Linked DNA regions of Mus musculus: all the other regions are linked to region 2. The links are chromatin contacts, called in public Hi-C maps. All regions are on one chromosome and are shown on one strand. Each heading gives the region's core, a stretch centred on a gene start, on an enhancer-like site or on the middle of the called end of the contact. The rest is flanking DNA. Distances are from core to core; before and after follow the strand shown.

Region 1 (3,945 bases), core at 334-2,833, 120 kb before region 2:
GAGGCAAGAGAGTAAGAGAGGGAGGAGGGAGCAAACAGCCCTTTTATAGTGGGCTGGCCTACCTGGCTGTTGCCAGGTAACTGTGGGGAGGAGCCTATCTGGCTGTTGCCAGGTAACTGCAAGGACTGGAGTCCAGACAGAACACCAGGAGCTTGGGGCATTGCTCTACTTGACTGATGACTACACACCTCTCTGCAGTAGGATCCAGGGGCCCAGGGGGCATGGCCAAACACCTGCCATCCCTTGCAGACAGAAGTCACCTACCAGGTCTCTGGCGCTCAAAGCCTGTGCTCGACTGGGGACCAGGCTGCCTTTCATAGCTCACCGCCCCACACACATACACCCACATGTACACACACATGAAACATACATACACATATACACATACACATTCTCATATATATATATATACACACATGTGCACACATATTCTCACGCAAAAAAAAATGTTAAATGTTTTTTTAAGGGCAAATAGAATTCGGTGTTCCTTCCAGTAATAAGGACAGCAACAAGTCTATATCCTGCCACATGGTCAACCAGTAAAAATGTCACTTCTCACGCTCAGATAAAGAATAGAATGAAAAAATAATGAAAACTGATGAGTCTGTGGTAAGCACTGAATCAAAGCCAAGGAACCTGGAAGTCAGATAAAGAATTTTAAAAGGTGGCAGGAATGGAGATGGCTTAGCTGTTAAGAGCACCGGTTGCACTTCCAGGGGACCCTGGTTCAATCCCCAGCACCCACAGGGCAGCTCATACGTATCTGTAGTTCCTGTTCTGGGAATGCGACATCCTCGCACAAATATATGTGCAGGCAAAACACCAATTCACATGAAATAAAAATAAGTAAATAAATGTTTACATGAAAACTATTGGAAAACCCCAAATGAGCATTCCATGACTTGCAGCAGGTTTGAGCTAAGGGTTCTTCAGGGACGATAAGTTGGTTACAGTTAAGAAATTGATTTGCTTTGGTTATGCTGTGCTGTTGGGTTTTGGGTGCTATATTGTGAATGCTTTCTTTTCATTGACAATTGTCTGATACAGTATTATCAAGGTTTCTCCAACAAATTTATAAGTTAGCAGTGCCCACAAGTATGTTGCAATTAAGATTTTCCTTATCAAAAAAGGAATATACTGCAATAGAGATTCCCTAACCAAACAATGATGTTCCCTTCATGCAACCCATCGTTCTAAATGAGGGGTGCATTGTCCAAAGCCTCTAGAAAGCTGTTGAACATAGAGTTAACACCACTTCCGAAAGGGGCTTAGTGTGCTAAAGTATGTTTTGCTTTGTTTTGTTTACCATATGGAAGATAAAATCCAAGTGCTGAGTCTGGTATTTTCAGACAGCTGTGACCTGTCCCTCGGCTGCCATGGTCTCCTCATCTCTGGCTTAGTCATGCAACAAATTTTGCAAGCACTTGCTGTATTCCAGACACAGCACAGACTGCAGCAGTGGAATAGGTCAGGCGCAGCCCTTTGTGCAAACCTTAAACTGAATCTCCCTAGGGTGGGAAGGGAGGCTATATTTTCCTTGTTCCTCATGCCTGTACTATGTGTATTTTTAGAAGCCTCCACATGCATTTCCTGTATGTACTCGTACAGATTTATGACTCTGTCAGCCCCAAACGCCCTGTCGTTCTGCCTCTCAGTTCCTCCTTCCTAATCGTTCTGGATGTTATTCAAACACAGCTTCAGAGCTCCAGTTCTTCTTTTGCCTGCCAACGGTGCTGTCCTCTTTAACTTTTCTCGTCTCCCAGGTCTGGCCCCAGACTTAAGGGCTTGCACTCTCTCAAGCGCTAAAGGATATTTATTAAATTGAAAAATGACACCATGAAAACATCTTGGAAAACTGTTCCCTGGTTTACACCAAACACATCAGTTTAATACTAGTGGTTTGCAGGCTCGACTTCCTGACTCTACAGTTGTGTGCACATCACCAGATGTCACCTATGCTACATGATGAGTAAGTGTCCTGTGGACCTGCAACTCCTGGGCACATAAAGGAGCTGAATGGGCAAAGGGTATCACTGTAGATAATTATAGTACTCATGAGGGTCTCTGCCTCATGGTGCTGTGTTCTTATAACTAATATGTCTCCGAAAACATTAGTAATATTTGATTAATATTATTAACACATATTAATTTATCACTTCAGCACGTACATATCACTTTGGAACACATACATTTTCCTCCACTGCTGTTAAGAGCACTAGTCATTTGCATCCTTTCCCTCATGGCTCCATGAAATGGATTTTTCTTTTTGTTGCTAGATAATCTGCACATTGAAATAAGGGTTTTTCTCAGTGAGGGCCAAGCAGTGGTTTTATAGAAGTATGACAATGCATCAACTTTATAAAAAAAAAAAAGATTCTTTCTCTTACAATGGCCTTTGGGATGAGCATGAAGCAAGTTTGTATGTGCTACATTTCATGCTTTAGAAAAGGCTAAGGGAGACAGGGAGATGCTGAGAACAAGTGATCTTACTTAAAAAGAAGAAAGAAGGCCAGCATGTAAACAGAATGTCACGTTTAAAAAAGAAATAGAAGGAGCTGCAGAGATGTCTCGGCAGTCACTCTGCTCTTGCAGAGAACATGTGTTGGTTCCTAGCACCTACACTGGACAGCTTGCAATCACCTATAACCTCATGCCCATGGCAACGGGCAACCTCTTCTGGCAATGTATGCACATACACATGCACACACATACACATGCAGATACATACACATATGCACACATACACACACACATACACACAGGCACACACATATGCACACGTATACACATGCACACCCTCATGGCTCCACTAAGCATTCCTTAGCTTTCTTTATCAGGCTGTACGAGCATTTGTCTGCTCATGCCATTGAAGTTTATGAAGGTGAGCTGGTTAGCAGTAGAATAGAGCTATGACCTGGAGCCTTTCACATGCACCCCAACCTTCTTCCAACCCCAGTCCCCAATCCTACCCTACTCTTCTCATAGTGTCCTTGTCACTTAATTATTTTGTATGCTGTGATTATTGTGTAACTAGATGACCTCACTCAGTATAATGTCAAGTCTCATCTATTTTACAATGACATGACAGCATTTCCTTCCTTTGGAAGGCTGGATCATTTTCATGTAACATCCTTCCTATGTGTATGAGGTGTCTGGCTACCCATCACTCACAGATGAATACTTTAGCTAATTTAACATCTTGGATATTGTGAACAATGATGCAATGAACCTCTACAACTGCAGAGATCTCTGAGAACTTGCTTCAATTCTTCTGGACACTTGGTGCCATAATGTATAAAGAAATTGTGTTTGCTTGCAATAACCAATGATTTCCTCTGCCTGGGGGAAGTATCGTCACAGTCAATTGTTTCATAAAGATATCCAACTTCTCTTAAATCAATAATGATAATGGTAAGGAGAATTACTATCAACTTCCTTTGACACTGGCACTTTAGTAAGAAACAGCATAATCCTTATTGCTTAGATTACCCATGAGGTAATCAGCTACTCTGATTTAAAGATCCTAGAAGCTTATCCAGGGTTGGAGGTGGTGTGCAAAGAATTTGTTTGACCCAGTAGGCTTGAACTCAAGTGTTACAGAGAATATCTGTCCACACTATGTAGCCTTTTCATGGTGCATAACAAAATATCAACCACCGCATTGGAGAGAGGTGGTCAGGAAGTCACATGGATATCACGTGATAGAAGTCTATTTTCTGTGAAAACTCAAGGAATATTCAGTAACTAGTATACAATCCAGGGGAAATGCTTGCCTCGCTAAAAAATAGATATGTGCTTCCTGTGGTTTCTACATAATTTTCCATCACAGAGAATATCAATGTGTTCACACATTATATATAGTCAGTCTCTCCATTAAAATGCAGGTAGGTCATGGGTCCTTGCAAGAATAGCTGTGGAAAACATTTAGGTCATCCATTCTTAGAA
Region 2 (4,167 bases), core at 100-2,599:
TTCTTTCTGTATCTCCTGTCTTTGTCCCTTATCCCTGCCCTCTGTCTCTCTGGGGCAAATAAATGCCCTTTGTGCTAAGAGCCTGGTCTGAGAACTTGGTCTCAGAGGATACAGTATTCAAACTGTATGTGTGCATAGCATGTATATTGTCTTATAACAATACAAATGACAAGTGGTGCGGATTCTGTTGGGAAACAAACAAAATGTAGCAGGTTAGTCAGGCATGGTGGCTCATGCCTGTAATCTCAGTACTTGGAAGGCTGAGGCAGGAGAATTGTCTATGTGTTCGATGCATGAGGTGGTGGCAAAGCTCCCACCTCCAGATCCTAACATTGCTGAACTCCCTAGCTCCTGTTACTTCTTCAGTTCTAGCCTCAAATACATGGGCAAGAACTGCCTCTCAGGGGCAAATGTAGAATACAAGTTCAAAGTCTTACTGTTGTTCTAAATGCCAAGAACTGGAAATGTTTGTAAGCAGGAAGAGTGGGTTAAGTTACAATTTTATAGCATCCTGACTTGCCCACTGCTCTGTTATACATTTAGGTAGGGTCTACATTTTCTAAGAAGGTACAATAACACACTCAACTAAGTCAATTGCAGACTTTTTTGTTGGGACATTAACCTGTGCTACAAACCCACAACATTAGGCCTCTTTTCCATAGCTAAAACTTAGGCCTTAAGCAGTCAAGGTTTTTGTTTTGTTTTGTTTTATTTTGTTTTGTTTAAAAATTTATTTATTGTTATATGTAAGTACACTGCAGCTGTCTTCTCACACACCAGAAGAGGGCATCAGATCTCATTAGGGATGGTTATGAGCCACCATGTGGTTGCTGAGATTTGAACTCAGGACCTTCAGAAGGGCAGTCAGTGCTCTTAACCCCTGAGCCATCTCTCCAGCCCCAAGCAGTCAAGTTTTATGCTACACTTTGAGGCCTTCCCTTGTACCAGGTCCCCCAAAGGCATCACTTGCGAACTGTTCTTCAAACTGGCTGAGGGCCGACTATGGGTACTTGTAAGAGGAGGTGATAAGATCAAGCTTTCTACTACACAAAAGATCTGCCGTCTCCTTTAAATCGGCTTCTCTGTGTTTTGCTGAAGGGAGCAGGTAGTCAGAACGGTCAGAAATTTAAGACACCTCCAATCTTAAATTGACCTTGGCAGTTGAACAGGTGGATGTAAATGAGTCCTACGCGCAGAGCCAAACACACGCACGTCAGGGCTGAGTCTCCAGCGTTGAGCTCTGTAGCTTGGAATCTGTTTTTATATTTTGCAAGGATTCTGTATTTCTCAAATCTTCTGTTTAAATACTTCCTTGTTTTTGAACATGCTGAGTAAGAGGGCATTTTCCTGTTTCTGTCCCCTCCCCCTCTCCAACCCTTCCTAGAGCCAAGTAAATGATCCTTCCTTGCTGTGACCTAGGACCTAGGCCTTTAAACCAGACCTGTGTTCCTCCAGAGCCCAGCTCTTCAGTTTCTTCTGGCTACTTGCTGCACTATCATATAACAGGAGGGCAAGGAGTGGGCATCTGACTGTCATGTGGTAAAGATCGCTTTATGAAATGTGGGTACATTGACCTACCTCCAACAACAGTGAAGAAATACAGCGTTATAGAAACAATGGGGCTGTAGTTACAAAGGGAAGGCCCTGTGCTAGCATGTTACTGAGCTGAGAAGGAGCCCAGGAGGCTGCACATGAAAGATGGAGGCAGGTTCCCAATGAATATGCTACAATAATAAATACATTAATAATACAGCTGACACAGCATTGCTGGAGTGTGTGTGTGTGTTTGTGTGTGTGTGTGTCACTCTGTGTGTGTGTGTCTGTGTATGTGTGTGTATCTATGTGTGTGTGTGTGTGTATCTGTGTGTGTGTGTGTGTGTGTGTGTGTGTGTGTGTGTGTGTGTGTGTGTGCATGTATATGTGTACACTCTGGAGAGTAAACCCAGGGCTTTGTGCATGCTAAGCAAATGTTCTACCACTGCCTTCATTCTCTGCAGTACTTCTGGAAGTAGCAGCATGATGGCATCCATATAAATTAAATGAAGTTGTAAGCTTCTACCTAGCATTCAGATCCTTGCCCAGTCTGAGCCCAGCCTGCCCTTCTTCTCCCATTGCCCACATTAACTAAAACAAAGAAAGCAGGACAGACATCATCTATGTTTTTCAAAAGGGGGAAATAATAAAACTTCTTCTCAAACTCTTTCCCCCTCAAAAAAGAGAGAGAGAGAGAGAGAGAGAGGAAAGCACACTTCCAGCTCAGTGAGGCATCTTCATCCTGATGCCAAAGTCAGAGATAACACAAGGAGGGGATACTACGAGCCAGACTCCCTCATGTTTATTCATGCAAAAATCTTCAAAGTATTATTAAGTTTAATTCCCAGATATGGGAACATAATATACACCATTCCCAGGCAGAGTAGGCAGCTCTGCAAAGAAGATACCCAAGCGGCCATGCATTTGTAAAGATCGTCAGCATTAGTTCACTATCAGGGCAACGCACATCAAACCACCAGAGCATAATCACCGTAAACCTATTAAGATGGCCACTGTCAAAGTCTGTTGTTGTTTAGTGTTGTCTAGGGTACACTGTTGGTTAAAATGTAAATTGGTACAACAATATGAAAAGGTGTATGGAGATTGCTCAAAAACTTAAATCAGGAAATTAAAATTACAGCTATCTCATATCTGGGCTTGGGTCTGAAATAACCAAAGTCAAAATCTCAAAATTCCCCTACATTGAGGGTAGAGAGACAGCTCAGCAAGTGAAACGCTTGAGTGCAAACAGGAGCACCAGAGTGTACATACCCAGAACCACGAGTGCCCAGGGAGAATGACAGCCCTCCTGTACGCCAGCACTTAGAAGGCAGACACAAGGACACTTGGGGCAAGCTGGCTATCTAGACTCACCAAATCTGCACACTCTGAGTTCAAGTGAGAAACCCTGCCTCAGTGGGTAAAGTGGAGTGCTATCCCAGGTGGCACTTAGCATTCATCTCTATTTCCACATGTGCACACACATGCGCACACGTGCACACTCATCCACATGTACATGTGTGCTCACACAGGCAAACACATAAGCAGAACTCAAGAAAATCTCTGGGCACCACTATATTCATCAGACAGCACACTATTCACAGCAGTTGAGAGGTGGAAGTAACTTACATATACATCCGTGGATGGATTCAGTGTAATATTATTCGGCCTTTTAAAAAGAAGGTAACCCTGTCTATGCTAAAACCAAATAAGCTAGAAAAACAGGCTGACCTAAAGCCGTGATTCTCCACTGCTGGCATGCGGATACTTCACCCAGAGGACACTTGGCAAGGCCTGAAGACATTTTTGACTTTCCCAGCTGGCAATAATCTCAGTCAGTGGGCAGAGACCAAGTGTGCTGTAAAACATTCCGCAATTTATAGACTGTCTCTCACATAGAGAACTACTTAGCCACAAATACCAATTATTATTTTAGAAACCCTGATATGGTTTTTTAAATTAGATATTATCTGAGGTCAAGTTGAAACAGAAGGACTGGCGATAAAGTGCCATGAGAAAATGTGTGGGAGAAACAAAAATAATCAAGCTGGGTTTGGGGCTTTTAAGAATTTGGACATGAATGGAGGCTGCACAAGTGTACACTGTCAGAGCCACCAAGGCTAATCATGCTCTTGAAATGATCTAACCTGGAGGTGGGCGGATGGCTCAGTGGTTAAGAGCACTAGCTGCTCTTCCAGAGGACCTGGGTTTGACTCACAATATCCACTTGGTGGCTCACAAATGTCTGAAATCTGCTTCCAGTTGATCTGATGGCCTCTTCTGGCCTCCATTAGCATCAAGTACTCACATAGGGAAAAAACATACATGCAGGCCAAGTCCTCATCACACACACAAGGTTTTTCAAAATAAAGATATATGCAAATTACCAGAGACAAATAGTATTCAAGAAAGACTGATTTACGTAATCTGTAAACTCTTAAACTTTTAACTTTATAATTAATGATTTTTAAACATCTTTGGAAAAAATGAGAAGGAAATGGGTATAACCCAAAGCTTGGCACAAATCCACTTTACTGTTGCTGAAGATCTTTCTCCTGCTGCGGTTGTCACCAACTCTGCAGCCCAGGAGGAAGGAAGCCAGTGTCCTGCTGCCTCTGACCCTGAGTCACAGGG
Region 3 (3,950 bases), core at 991-3,490, 67 kb before region 2:
TTTCAGAATAGGTTTCCTTTTCTTTCCATGCCAAATCCCCTTAGCAATTATACCACAGCCTTTCAGGGACGGAATCACTCTGACCATATCCTGTGAGTGCCTCCAGAAACGCTGTGTATGTATAAATATGTTTTAATTCTTTTCACATTTGTTATATAGACAAAGGCTCTGCCTCACAGCTTGTGTTAGCGTGGCAGCAATAAGAACACACAACGGACATGAGGCCTCTAAAGGAAGGGCTACAGTTACTGTGGACAGTGGTGGGTTTGAACTTCAGTGTCATAAAAAGGCTATGTATAAGGTCAGATTTTAGCACTGTGTGAAGTTCTTGTGGACCCAATGCAGAACATAAAATTCATCTGCCTTTACACCTGTTGTTCCATCCCATGCGGAAGGGGGAAAGAGACCCCATTTTTTCCTTTTATACTTTCACTCAACTGATAATACTCTGCCCCAAACATAGGGGTCTCTCTCACATTATGCAATTCCCCATCCCCCTACACTCTAACTCCATTCTGGCAATAAAGTCAGACCCCCCCCCCCAAGGTAAAATAATCCCACAAAACTGCCCTATTCTAGATGTGTGTCAAGTCTAAGTTACATACCTTTTCCTCTGGATGACAGAGTGTTCATCGGCAAGCTCTTGGCTTAATGTTTATCTTTTAATTCTAAAACTTACAGCTGGGAGACAGCCTGGTGAGAGGGACAGAATGCTCAGTACGGAAGGCAGGATGTAGAACTTTTGATCCTGTCTGAGAGGGACAGCTTCCACATGCTGTCAAACTGGGAGTTCTCTGAGCCCTGTTTGGGATGCAAGGAGGTTTCATTACCTATGTGGAAAGGAAGGGGTATGGAGTAAGTCATTATTCATTGTTGATAGACTCAACCTTCAGCCTTTCTGAGAGAGAGAGAGAGAGAGAGAGAGAGAGAGAGAGAGAGTAGGTTTATTGGTTTATTTCCAATACATCACATAGTTAAGGTCTCTGCCCACACAGAGCTTGTATTGTAAGACTATCAGCTGTATTCAGAGCATATGAGGGTAGAGGGTAGGTCTACACATCCCACACCTCTAACCACAAAGTTCTGAGGTGGTCAGCCCCATCCTTAGGGACTTTCTGAAAACCACCTTATTAATACAAAGCCAGGGTGACGGCAAGGTGCTTGTTTTGAATAACAGGACTGGTTCACACTGCCACTCCCATCACTGAATTGCAGGGATTTAGGGAGCTCTCAAGGGGGACTAAGATAAAGAACAAAATGTAAGGAACAAAATGTGTTTCTTATTATATGCCACAATATCCCACAGTCTAATTATTAACTCACGGTGTGTTCTCAAGAGGGCTCCACTTTGGCTCAGAAGTCAAACAGCTATAGTATGTTAGAGAGAAACAGGAATCAAGGGTGTAATTGGCTCAATTTCAAACATCTACTACAAGTGAGGAAAGCAGGAGAGACGCAGTGGGGTTGGTTTGAGCACTGTATTTGACAACATTAAGTGTAGAAGCTTATCAGCTATTGGAGCAGAAATGCCCTGGGAGGTTTTTCACTATGAGCCTGCATCTCAAGAGAGAAGTCAGAGATAGCTATAGGAGTGTGGGAAACATCAGCTTATGGGTACCACTTAATCATTAGAAGCGTGGGGCTCACCTGAAGAATGGATACTTGGGACAAGAGGTCTGAGTCCTGAGCCTGGCCTATTCTAATGTGACTTAGTATCTTCCCCAGTCTCTCCACCATTGATGTTGTTACAGTGATGCAAAGCAATGTCTTTCTTCACTCATCATAAAGGTCATGACCAGAACAACACTAATGTAAGAAAGGTTAAATAAATCAACATTGCAACTAGACATCATCAATTTGCATTGGTCTTCCATTGAAGGCCAAAGGACCTGGGGGATAATGTCCATCATTGTCCTTGGGGTCAGTGAAGAATGGAGAGCTACATCAAAGTGTGATCAAGCAAACAGTGGTTTGCTCCACCCAGTGGTGGACTGATAGAGGCCAGCAGTGCCAGGCTCCTCAGATTCATCCTAGATTGTCTCCTATGCTGCATTCCTTTCTCCCATGTAAAGCCAGACTTCTCAGATGTGAGGGCTTTCGGAGAAGAGGAGCAAACGTGACCTTTGCAGGTCTCATGTTTATTTGGGTCTTTGTGAAAGGGGCACCTCTAGCTCCTATGACTCACCTCGGAAAAGAGGAATTATGACTTCTGTGACTTCTTTCAGGGGAACAGAAAATGTTCCATGTGAAACTTTACTTCTGAAACTGTTTCTGGGGCCTTCAAGTGTCCTTTTGGCCAAAGAACTGAGCACATCAAAGAACAAGCCATGTTTGTGGGTACAGTGTTCTGAGCCCAACACCACATCTTGCTATCCTAAGTTCCATGTCTGAGTATTATATATTCGTTCTCCCCTTCCCTGAAACTCTAGTACTATGGAAACAAGGAGGAAAGTGTCATATTTTCCCCTAGTTTCCTAAATATTTAGAAGATCACCATTTTAGTACCTTGAGTTTGATGGGGTATGTAATCATTTATAGAACATTTATATGACTTTTTTCTTTTTATATATAGTTCATCCTTATTTTCCATAAAGCATTTTTTATAACTACAGTCAAAACATCCCTAATAACCTTGATTTTTTAACCTATATAAAGAAAGTTGATGGATAAATCTAATTACCAGCATGCCCTGCACTTGACAGTCCTTACTAAAAAGCAGAATTTGAAATTACTTGTGCTGGAAGACATTCATAAAGATACCAGCCATACCAACAAGCTACATAGTGGGGGATGCCCCTGACACAGAAGGATGGAACACCACCGTGGTTCTTCAGTCTACCTACAGTGGTCCCCAAGTCTCCCATCATCATTTCTTTAACTGAGAATCACAAAAGAAAACTTGTGTTTCTTGATAGACCACAGGTTCCATCATGTGCAGCTCCATGAAACACAGGAGAGAGCAGCTGCTTCCCACTTTGTACTTGGTTCCATTGAAAACTAAAAGCCAAAGGTGTTGCTAGGTGGTAGAGTATCTGCTTAGCATAAGTGGTGTCTTGGACCCAGTCTTCAGGACCACCAAGACGAAAAACCAAAGAAACAAACAAACTGAAGGAAAAAAGGAAAAAGAGATGAACTCCAAGGCACAAGAGGCTTGTCTTGGTCACTTTGTGTCTCTTCCTTGCTGTGACAGAATACCTAAGAAGATGATAAAGACAGAGGGAAAATGTTTTACCTCAGAGTTTTACGGGTCTCAAGCCATGGTTTGCTTGCTCTGTTGATATGGATCTGTCACAAGTAAAACATTATGGCAACAGGAGCATGTTGTAGAGAAAGCTGCTCAGTTCAGGCAACCATGAAGTGACAAGAGAATAAGAGAAAGAGGCCAGGCAGTGGTGGTACATGCCTTTAGTCCCAGCACTCGGGAGGCAGAGGCAGGTGGATTTCTGTGAGTTCAAGGCCAGTCTAGTCACAGAGCAAGTTACAGGACAGCCAGGGCTACACAGAAAAGCCCTGTCTGTAAAATCAGAGAGAGAGAGAGAGAGACAGAGAGAGACAGAGACAGAGATAGGCAGAGAGAGAGACAGAGAGACAGAATGCTAGACAGTAAGAAGAAGGGACATAGAGAGAGAGCAGACAAGATATGCCCCTGCATCCAGTTCATCACATTGAAATTATAGCCATATTAGACTAGAAACACTTTTACTTTTTCTATTCCTATGTAACACAGTATATTAAATATGCATGATCTTATCTTCATGGGTTTGATTATAGACTACAACAAAAGTATTCTCTAATATTTAGGGCGACTATGAACTCATTAATGGATTCCTTGAGGACAGACATCAGATCCTTGTGGATCTCAGCATCTCCCAATAGTACCACAGCTGAGGAACAAGTCTCATGTCCAAGCTGGCCATGGTGGGACATGCCTTTAATCTCAGCACTCAGAA

Evidence for each region. A called contact is a pair of places that touch in the nucleus more often than the background predicts.
Region 1: a contact with region 2 is called in a Hi-C map of bone marrow-derived macrophages, with 2.1 times the contacts expected there. The contact joins two enhancer-like sites. A contact is called at or near these places in 4 of 484 Hi-C or Micro-C datasets (bone marrow-derived macrophages, embryonic fibroblasts and embryonic stem cells), 4 of 115 datasets of contacts at active chromatin or transcription factors (astrocytes, bone marrow-derived dendritic cells, bone marrow-derived macrophages and 1 more) and 1 of 9 other capture datasets (bone marrow-derived macrophages).
Region 3: a Hi-C map of bone marrow-derived macrophages shows a contact between it and region 2, with 2.0 times the contacts expected there. The contact joins two enhancer-like sites. A contact is called at or near these places in 3 of 484 Hi-C or Micro-C datasets (bone marrow-derived macrophages and macrophages), 1 of 115 datasets of contacts at active chromatin or transcription factors (embryonic stem cells) and 1 of 9 other capture datasets (bone marrow-derived macrophages).

What each region holds. Positions count from the first base shown.
Region 1 is chr8:82,938,593-82,942,537 of GRCm38.p6, forward strand. The region is part of intron 1 of Rnf150 (ring finger protein 150); the gene reads left to right. Among named protein-coding and RNA genes, the nearest start is that of Rnf150, 77 kb to the left of the region's middle. Within about 2 kb of position 1,584, at least 113 of the 459 cell types and tissues checked have an H3K27ac peak or open chromatin away from gene starts, as enhancers often do. A contact at or near this core is called in bone marrow-derived macrophages, where this site is marked.
Region 2 is chr8:83,062,927-83,067,093 of GRCm38.p6, forward strand. All of the region lies in intron 6 of Rnf150 (ring finger protein 150), which reads left to right. Among named protein-coding and RNA genes, the nearest start is that of Tbc1d9, 100 kb to the right of the region's middle. Within about 2 kb of position 1,350, at least 36 of the 459 cell types and tissues checked have an H3K27ac peak or open chromatin away from gene starts, as enhancers often do. A contact at or near this core is called in bone marrow-derived macrophages, where this site is marked.
Region 3 is chr8:82,994,856-82,998,805 of GRCm38.p6, forward strand. All of the region lies in intron 2 of Rnf150 (ring finger protein 150), which reads left to right. Among named protein-coding and RNA genes, the nearest start is that of Rnf150, 130 kb to the left of the region's middle. Within about 2 kb of position 2,241, at least 20 of the 459 cell types and tissues checked have an H3K27ac peak or open chromatin away from gene starts, as enhancers often do. A contact at or near this core is called in bone marrow-derived macrophages, where this site is marked.